2 separate regions of the Sus scrofa genome follow, and region 2 is linked to region 1. A link is a contact called in public Hi-C data. All regions are on one chromosome and are shown on one strand. The core of a region is the stretch at or near the end of the contact, and the rest is flanking DNA. Distances in the headings are between cores, read along the strand shown.

Region 1 (4,923 bases), core at 676-3,175:
TTCCCAGCCCTGCACAGTGGGTTTGAGGATCCTGTGTTGCCCTGGGAACTTCCACATGCCTCGGGCGTGGCCATAAACAAAACGAAATAAAACAAAACAACCGGCCTCAGAGGTCAAGAGGGTCACCAGCCATTGAGCCTGACAGTGCCCTCCTGGTAATGGGACAGCTTGGGGCAGCAGAGAGGGGTGGGTGAGGCTCAGAGCTTGGTTCCTCTTCCTACACCGCACTTCCATCCTCTTCCGCCCTGTCTGCTGTTTTTCTTTTTCATTTTTGGCTGCCTTGCGGCATATGGAGTTCCAGGACCAGGGATCAGATCTGAGCCACGGTTGTGACATATGCTGCATTTGTGGCAATGCCGGATCCTTTGACACACTGCCGGGCCAAGGATCGAACAGATGTCCTGGAGCTGCAGAGTTGCCATCGATCCCATTGCATCACAGAAGGAACTCCATCCCTGTCCGTTTTTATGCTTCAGACCTCTGCTCATGGCTGTTGGCTGCAAGCTCTCCCTTCTTCCCTGTCTCCAGTGGCCTCTCCACAGGCAGAGGGACCGCTAGGACGAGATGACCCAGGACACACCTGTGTGGGAGGTGGAGAGGAGAGAGCAGACGTGGGGGGCCATGAAGAGTGAGTCCCAGAAGACCCATCCTCTCCAGAAGGGGGACCCGGCATTTGTCCCTCTTCAGGGGTAGGGGCTGCTCCTGGGCATGTCCACCTGCTTGGGCACTGACCGGGAGTGACAGATACAGGGGTGGTCTTTCCACGTCCGCACGTGCCTCCCCAGGCCAAAGAGCTCTCCCCTGTCCCCCTGGTCCTTGGAAGCTGACAGCTCAACTGCTCTCAAATGAAGCCTCAGAGACCAGAAGTGGGCGCCTGGCTCAGCCCTGCCGGAGGGCTTGGAGCTGGAACACGACCACGGAGGCCATCCCGTGCCTCATGGTCAGCGCTACAGAAAGTCTGGAAATTTCACAGCAGACCACCGGGAAATTGTTCCATCACATCCCCAGCTAGACCTGGCTTAGTTTGCTTAGTAAGAAAAGCAATATTTTTGTTGAATTTCACATTTTCTACCAAGTAATGAATTAACCTTTTTGAAATCACAACGGGGATCACAGTAGGAAAATGAAGCCATATCCTGTCTAAATGGCTCCAGCCCAGAGGCCATCAGAGAGAGGGAAGGAGATGCCGGGATGAAGGGCTGCAAGGCAGGGGATAAAGGTATTCGGCACCTGCTAATTCCAGCATCCAGCCATCAAGGTGATGGGCCAGGCTGGTGGCATCTCGGTATGAGCAGAGTCATGGGTCCAGAGCTGATCCAGGTTAAGGATCTGCCTTCTGGGACCTGCACCTGCCCTCATCCTGTTGCCACTGGACCACGGCCAACCTCCAGTTCCAGGGACGCCTGTGAACACCTCTGCCTCTACCCACAGCCCCTCCTCAGTGATACAAACACGCCTCTGGTTGACGGGGCACACGGGCTGGTCGGGAGCAGAAAACAACTAATGTCTGGATGTCGCTCGCTCAAGTTTTCCTCAATTTCTGAAAAGTTGACAATCCACAAAGCATCTATTAAGCACCTAATACACCTAACCCCAGCACCCCCACTGTGACCCCAGTACCCCCACTGTGACCCCAACAAAGTCACTATAACCCCAACATTGCCACTGTGACCTCAACATCTCCCCTGTGGCCCCAATAAAGCCCCTGTGACCCCAACACCTCCACCGCTTCTCCCCACCATTACTGTGACCCCCACACCACCATGTGACCCCTCCATTTAATGCTATCCAGGCGGGTGGGCATGCCCCAGGTCAAAGGCGAGCCTCCCTTTCACTCCTTTTGTGTCCGTGAGCCCCCAGTGCATAGAAGCAGTGGAAGGGAAATCCCATTTAAGCAGGATGAAGCACCACCTGAACCAGCTGCAATGAAGCAGCGTGGGCAGCAGAGGGCAGCAAAGGATGCTGTTTCGGGGGTGGGTCTGGCCCTGGCCCAGGGTCTCCACCCCAGGCTTCCCTCTGACCCCATAGGAAGCAGGCACAGCTCCTCCAGGCCAGCCCTGCTAAGGTGTCCATGGGGCATCGAGTTGGATGAAAAAGCTCACTGATGGAGAACAGCCTTAGCTTCTGCCTGATGAAGAAGCTCCTGTGGGAACAGCCTCAGCTCCCGTGAAGGGGGACGGAGTCACAGGTGTTCCCTGTCCTATCGGCCTGTCCAGGGAGTGGGGCAGCTGCCTGCTGACCCAAGACGGGGTCATCACGGTGAACAGGCTTCCCTGACCCTCCCATAACTGGTGACAGTGCCTGGGTCCCCCACAGAGGCTTGTTTTATAAAGATGAGGACATGCAGGACCCCATGCGCCTTGGGCATCCTCTGAATCTCGGGATGGGGGTGTGATCAGGCTGACCCTGCCCCCACCCCACCCCCGCACCCTCAAGGTGCTGACATTGGACGTCCCCCATGGGGTGGAGGAAGGATGCAGGCGGGGTGCAAGCCCTGGGAAAGGCGCGGGTACACGGCAGCCTGGGGAGCCGTGAGTCACGTTCTAAACAACCTTCATTGTTTTTTCCCAGCTTCATGAGTTAAAAGCGATAAAACTGCATGTATTTAAAGTGTACAATGGGATGGTTTGACACACACATACCTTGTGAAAAGATTGTGATCACAGTCGAGTTAATAAACACATCCATCACCGCACAGCTACTTTTCTTGGGACGGGGGAGTGGGAACACTTAAGATGCTCTCTTAGCAAATTTCTACTCTCTTAGCAACTCTCAAGTACGCAACAGAACTATTAATACAACTCCCTTTTTTTTTTTTTTTTTTTTTTTTTTTTGTCTTTTGTCTTTTTAGGGCCGCACCCATGGCATATGGAGGTTCCCAGGCTAAGGGACTAATCAGAGCTGTTGCTGCCGGCCACAGCCACAGCCACAGCAACGCCAGATCATACCCACAACCTCATGGTTCCTAGTCGGATTCGTTTCCACTGAGCCAAGACGGGAACGCCTCTTAATACAACTTTGACCCTGCACAAAATTGCTTCAGATCTCTGTCATTTTAAAACTTAACATCCGTGTCCTTTGACCACTATCTCTCCAATTCTCCCACCCTGGTCCCTGGTAGCCAGCATCCTACTGTCTATTTCTGTGAGCTTCCTTTAAAAAATAGATCCAATGAACGCCTGAGATCATACAGTGTTTGTCTTTCTTTGCCTTATTATTTGCCTGAGCCTGATTCCTCCAGGTTCATCCTTGGCGTCACAAAAAGCAGGGTCTCTCTTTTTTTTTTTTTTTTTTTTTAAACGAATGAATAATACTCTCCTGTAAGTGAGTGTGTGTGTGACGCGTGCATCTCATATCTTCTATATCCATTCATCTGTCCACAGCATGTCATTTCTGCTCCTTGGGGAGTAGTAGTGGGGTTTCTTCTGCCCCAATCGTGTCTGCAGCTGCCTGGACCCAGGACACACTTCAGCTCCCCAAGTCCCCTCATTCACAGAACTCCAGGGGGGAGCTGGCGTGAGGACTACTTTTTTTTTTTTAATTTCTATTCCCTGGGGCCCTGAAAGCCTTCAAAACTTTCCTTGGCCAAGGCCTATTCAACAGACATCAGAGCTGGGGGGAGGTCAGGTCCAGGGAGAAGGGGCCGGTGGAGCCCTAAGGAGTGGGGATTCTGGCCCAGCCGCCCCAGTGGCCTCCATGGGAGGGCCTCCCTCTCAGTAGCAACAGTCCAGCCTTTCTTTGCAAAATAATTCTGAATTTATCTCCAGGCTGATCTACCTCCCGCCATGCAAGCAAATTCACTGGAGATACATCGTTCGGCCTCATTTCCCGTCTTCCACTCACTTACGCTACCATCTTTTCAAGTGGCTCTTGGACAGACGTTCCCGAAACATTTCCCTGGGGGCCTCACGTCATCACCCGCCCACAGTGCAGCTGGAGGGCGTCTCAACTCCTCCAAGAAGCCTGGCCTGTCTGGTGCTTGCTCCGTCTAAGCAGCGGGTATCAATGCTGGCTCAAGAGTGCACCAGAAATATAGAGCAATGGAGATGCTTGGAGAAAGAGCCCATGAAAAGTGGCACATCTTAAGGTGGCTCAAGCTCAAAATAAATGAAATAGTTTAGGCTGGCATAATCCCACCAGCATCTTCAAGAAGAGAGCAATTTCCAGCCAAGCAAACCTGAACCCTAGTTTGGTTTCCTGCTGCCACAGAAACCAGGCAAGGGGAGGAGGGGAGGGGTGTTCCTTTGCCCACATTGTCCCCAGAGCAAGTCCCCTCATCTGCTGCTGCCTGAGTGTCCTCCTTGTGGTCCCTTCCCTTATCCTAGGCCAGTGCTGTTTAACAGAACTTTCTGCCATGGTGGAAATATTCCAGTCTGCGTTGTGCCGGATGGTGGCTGTTGAACACTTGAAATGTCACCACTGCAACTAAGGACATGTTTTTATTATTTTTTAAAACGTTATTTAATAGTAATTAAAGTTTAAAAATTAGGAGTTCCCATGGTGGCTCAGTGGTTAATGAACGCGACAAGCATCCATGAGGACACGGGTTTGATCCCTGGTCTTGCTCAGCAGGTTAAGGATCTGGCGTTGCTGTGAGCTGTGGTGTAGGTGGCAGACATGGCTCAGATCCCGCATTGCTGTGGCTCTGGAGTAGGCTGGTGGCTACAGCTCCAATTCAACCCCTAGCCTGGGAACCTCCATATGCCACTGGTGTAGCCCTAAAAAAAAAAAAAAAAAAAAAAAAAAAAAAGTTAAAAAAAATTAAAATGAACTAGCCAGGCATAGCTAAGGAATGGGGTAGGTGGTTAAAGATCTGTCTCACCAACCTTCTCTCCAATATCACATCTGCTTCAGTTCCTGATAATTTCAAGTCCATCCTTTCACAACCTACCCTCTCAGTTCTTTTTTTCCCTCTGACGTTAC
Region 2 (4,923 bases), core at 1,324-3,823, 120 kb after region 1:
AACACCTTTCACCTCCCCCCAAAGGCCTGTTTTAACCTAATTTGGGGGCTATAGACTTACATGACAGTGTTGATGTTTATCCTGAGGTTTGAGAGAATGTGAATAGCTTTTGGCCAGCTCCAAAATAGAAATTAATCCCAACAGCACTCCTGGCCATTTGCACAGCTGGAGAGCTCAGATTCATCTTTCGGAGGCTTGGCACAAGGCCTGCCATAGCCAAGATATGCCATGCAGTTTAAGTTCCATGTTGGTTATGGAACATGTTATTTGAACAGACATTTCTAGAAGCACAAAACCAAGAATTAGAGCAAATCCCTTAAAGTCCAGCCATCCACTGCTGTGTCTTCCCAGCGTCTGTCCATCATTCCTTCCCTCGGTTTGTCTGTCTTTCTAGGGGGCAGAGATGAAGACAGGACCATGCTTCCCACCCCCTGCGACCCTGAGATACTCAGAGAAGTAGGGGAGGGTTGCCGCTGTGTCTGCAGAAACATAAAAACTATGCCCTATTAACCCACAGTTGGTTAAGTCCATGTTTCCCACATCTGAGAAACTCCAGGGAATGGCCCCTCTCTACCCAGTCCTTGACATTGAGGGACCAGCCAGGCCAGGGCTGGAGCTTGGAGCCTGAACAACATATCAGCATTACCTGGAACTTATGAAAAAGCCAGTCCTCCATGTGGGACATGGGCGGGGCCAGGGACCATATGCTGACAGGTCCTCTGGCAGCTCTGATGCCACCCAAGCTTGAGAACTTCTGGTCTAGATCATTCTTCATTCCTTCTCCTCCAGGGAGCTACCCTTTACTAGTTCCAAGCATGAGTCTGTTAATTAATTCTGTGTATGAGTTATTTCAGGTTTGGAGGGATAGCTGTGGTTCCCTGCTGTAGCCAACATCCCAGGTGCGGCCACAGCAGTGCTGAGATCCTCGGTCTAGTGGGCTCTCCTGGGTCAGGAGCCTGGCCCCGGGATGAGCACAAATGGAGGACTACACATCTAGGGTCCTCTCCACCCGCATGGAGAATGGGGGTGCATGGTTCTTCGCAACATCTCAGTGCCTCAAAAGCCCCTAATGTCAGTCCAGGACACAAAGAAATTGAGGCAGGGTTTAAAGCATCTAAACCCCCCAGATCTGAGCCCTTGCCTGCAGCTAGCACTTGGCCCTGGCTGAGTCAGCAGCTTGGTGTTAGAACAGTTCACACATCCTAGCTGCTTCACCAGACAGCACTGCTGACCTTTGACCCTTGACCCACAAACTCATGGAATGGGGGTGCACAGGCACAGTCCGAGGTGTCCTGCTGGGTGCCCAGTGTGGGGGCAAGAGGGTGGGATGAATAAGGCCTGGGTCCATGGCCCGCATGTGCAGAGAAGAGGCTGTCAAACACACCTGTACCAGGCCGGGAGTCCAGACCAGACCCTCCCTCCTGGATCCTGGAGATGTCCTTTCTGCAGCATCACTGAGGTACCTGTGCCTTGGGCAGGTCACCCAGCCACATCGGCAGAGGACCAGTCATGAATGGATGCATCTGGAGTGCCGGGGAGAAATGGAGCCTCCGAGCAGAGCAGCTGTTGGGCAGAGCTACTCTGCCAAGTGAACAAAAACCCCAAACAAACCCTAGAGTGCACCTGACCAGCTTTCAGATGGATGCTCTGCTACCCGTCAGCATCTCTGCAAATGCCAAACCCCACTCTTCCTGGGCCAGAAACACCCAGCAGAAACCACAGCCCACCAAGTGCAGTCCAGATGCTTCCTGGGCACCAGTTACTGTCATGAGATGGTTGGACCCAGTTTCTTTTTTTCTTTCTTTTCTTTTTTTTTTTTTTTTTTTTTTTTTTGCTCTTTAGGGCTGTGCCTGCGGCATATGGAGGTTCCCAGGCTAGGGGTCTAATCGGAGCTACAACTGCCGGCCTACACTACAGCCACAGCAATGCAGGATCTGAGCCATGTCTGTGACCTACACCGTAGCTCATGGCAACACCAGATCCTTAACCCACTGAGCGAGGCCAGGGATCAAACCCACAATCTCATGGGTACTAGTTGGATGTGTTTCCACTGTACCACAACGGGAACTCCCTGGGCCCAGTTTCTTCATCTGGGCCAGCAGGTGGGTCCTATCCCTCCTTGACCAGCTTTTGCCTCTTCTGTGAAATGGGAATAACGGAACTTAACCCTCGTCTCTTACAAGGACAGATTGGGGACCATGCTGAAGTCCTTGGGACCACAAGGTCACACGGAAGGCATCACGGGTCTGATCCATGAGGACTGGCACCCAGGGAAGGATGGGTGTCAGGGTGCTGGTGTAACCCTTCCTCTGCCCAGACCCGAGGTCACGTGGGAGCCTGTAACAGCACAGGTGACCCAGTGACTTCCCTTCCCCCAACGAGTCAGATCCAGGCAGTTCTATCTTACATGTGGCCTGGTGACCTTCCACGACCGAGGCAGGTCAGCAGAGGTACCAACCAGCGCAGTGCAGACAGGAGAGGCCCACGAAGGAGCCCGGGCACCGAGGCCGCCCTCTGTGTGGGTCTGAGGTCCATGCTGCTCCAGACGCCTTCCCCCACACATGTTTTTCCAATAAAACTTTCATAGGAAACTGGACCCTCTTTGAAATGAGAGGCTGCGTTTGAGCCGCTGTTGACAAGCTGTAATTCTGAGAAACCACGCCATTTCCGAGCCCAGAGCCTGCTCTGCTCCGTGACATGTCCTGGCGCCACAGCCCTTTGTCTCCAGGCAGGAGGGATCCACATGGGTTTGCTTCAAGTGGCTCTAAGGGGGTCAGAAGGTGGGAGCTGATGCTGATGCCCTGGGCCTCTCGGTCACTGTCATGGGGTCAACATCCTGCTGGGAGACCCTCATCTCCCCCACCAAGGACCCCTCTCTGCCCGGGAGCCAGTGCCCCCACAGCTGCCCTTGGGCGACCAGGGATGAGACTTGGCAGCTGGTTCTGGACACCCCAGTACTGGACAACCAGTCCCACTAGACACTGTAATCCTAGTGGATGCCCCAGTCCCACTGGACACTGCAGTCCTAGTGGACACTGCAGTTTTGGTGGAAACCCTGGCCCCTCAGCCTTGCGAGGGGACAGGCCACTCTGCTCACGGTCTCCATCACCTCCCCATTGCCCACATGGGGATCTGCTCATAGCCCCTGTATCGGTTCTGCCCTCCCCACCTCACTGCCCCTAAGAATGCACCAGCCCCCTCACATCCTTGTTTGCAGACCTGCTTCTCAGAAAGATGCTCAGGCTGCAGGGTCTTTCTCAGATAAGTCCCCTCATTGAGACAGAAACAAAGTTTTGGGAAAAGAGATAATCACCCAAGATTCTTCCGAAAACTGGCCCAGCTGCATGGCTTCTATGACTTCTTGCCAGCGTTTGGGAATACTCCCACCCACAGAACCACGGTCAGAGCCCCCCCAGGACCATGGGTCGAGTTCCTTTCTAAGTGTGGGAGATGCTTAATTCAACCTGAGTCATTTCTCTCACTTGCAACCACACGGGTGCTTTCGTCTGTGTGTCAACTTCATGGATCAGGAGCTATTCCTAAGCCTCTTACAGATTTCTAGACTTGCTGGTTATTTGGCAGGCTCTGCACTTGACCCTGACTTTCATGTTATGTTTTTGGTCCTTGGTGCCAAATAGAATCCTGGCTGGTCGACTGGCATCTAGTAAATGTTAAGGTGATGGAGGTGGAGTCTTATATTCAAATAAAGCAGCGAGAAACGTGGTTGGCCAGTGGGTTTATTACATAAAAACTGTGCCCTGTTGAACAGAACCACTGTTCATCACTGATTTTCACTACAAAATAGGAATTTCATGTGCAAGTTCACTGCACCCTGTGTAAGGCCTTTTCATAACCTTGATCGCTTGCTTGGTGGGGACAGGCTCTGGGGGAGAGGATTCTTCCCAACCCACTGGGTAGGGATGGATTCAGGCTTCAAACCCAGTGCCCCCCCAACCCCCGCCCGGGCCCCCCTGGTATCTGTGTCCAGGAAGAAATAAAGAGCAGCTTGTGCTGCAGTTCAGGCCAGCGTCCCTGCAGCCACACCCGTCCCCTCTGACTCAAGAGACATTTGAGCACTGAAGTTGGCTCCATTCGCCGGAGCTCAGAAAATTCATTTGTCCAAGTCCCTGGAGACACATTCAAAACCAAAGAGGAAGAGGGAGGCCCCTCCACGTGGAACCAGAGAGAACCTGTTTCTCGGAGTCATAAGATTCTGTTTCAAGATCTTGCCAGAAACTTGGTTTATGTAAACCCAGACTTCTGTGATCAAAGCCCGGTTTTCCTGTTAAACTTACTAAATATGTCACTTCACGATAACAGGCACATTTTAGCTCTAAACTGGAATTCATTTCAATAGGTCTTTTTAACATTTGGATTCCCCCAGCTGACCTATAAAGCTCATCTTTCCTTCCCTCCACCTGAATTTATGACCTTCAGTCTTCTGGTCACGTGTGACCAGACAAGTCCCCAGCTTAGAAGCCATCATGCTATTCCTGATATTTAAGTCCTTTGACAGAAGACTGCAGTGTCCTTAGCAAGCAGTTACCATGACAATATTGAAATAGGAAAAATAATTTTTTCTTGCAAACCCAGGATGTTGACAACTAAATTTCACGTGAGTCATCATTCCTAAAACTTTTCGTAAGATTTAAAGTCAACTCTCAGCCATCAGCCCCTTGACCTACATCCACTTTCCCAGTTTTCTTTGGTCTGTTGTCTCCTATTCTTTCTGGAAGAGCAGAGCTCCAGTGTTTTGAAATGCCTTGAATATTTGGTCACTGTGTACAAGGGTCAGAGGGCATTCCAGCTGGACTTGTCCCCATTTGTAGCAGAAATAAGATCTGTCCCCTGAAGCAGTGCCATCCCACCTATCCCCAAGTCAGGTGCCACCTGGCAGCAGGGGCTTCAGCCCAGCTGCTGTTT

What was found. A called contact is a pair of places that touch in the nucleus more often than the background predicts.
Region 2: a contact with region 1 is called in a Hi-C map of retroperitoneal adipose tissue, with 2.1 times the contacts expected there. The contact joins two enhancer-like sites. A contact is called at or near these places in 8 of 47 Hi-C or Micro-C datasets (alveolar macrophages, embryonic fibroblasts, epiblast stem cells and 4 more) and 1 of 2 datasets of contacts at active chromatin or transcription factors (skeletal muscle).

Annotation. Positions count from the first base shown.
Region 1 is chr17:30,068,491-30,073,413 of Sscrofa11.1, forward strand. No RefSeq gene overlaps it. Among named protein-coding and RNA genes, the nearest start is that of FOXA2, 69 kb to the left of the region's middle. Within about 2 kb of position 1,926, at least 5 of the 83 cell types and tissues checked have an H3K27ac peak or open chromatin away from gene starts, as enhancers often do. A contact at or near this core is called in retroperitoneal adipose tissue, where this site is marked.
Region 2 is chr17:30,187,543-30,192,465 of Sscrofa11.1, forward strand. No RefSeq gene overlaps it. Among named protein-coding and RNA genes, the nearest start is that of THBD, 33 kb to the right of the region's middle. Within about 2 kb of position 2,574, at least 14 of the 83 cell types and tissues checked have an H3K27ac peak or open chromatin away from gene starts, as enhancers often do. A contact at or near this core is called in retroperitoneal adipose tissue, where this site is marked.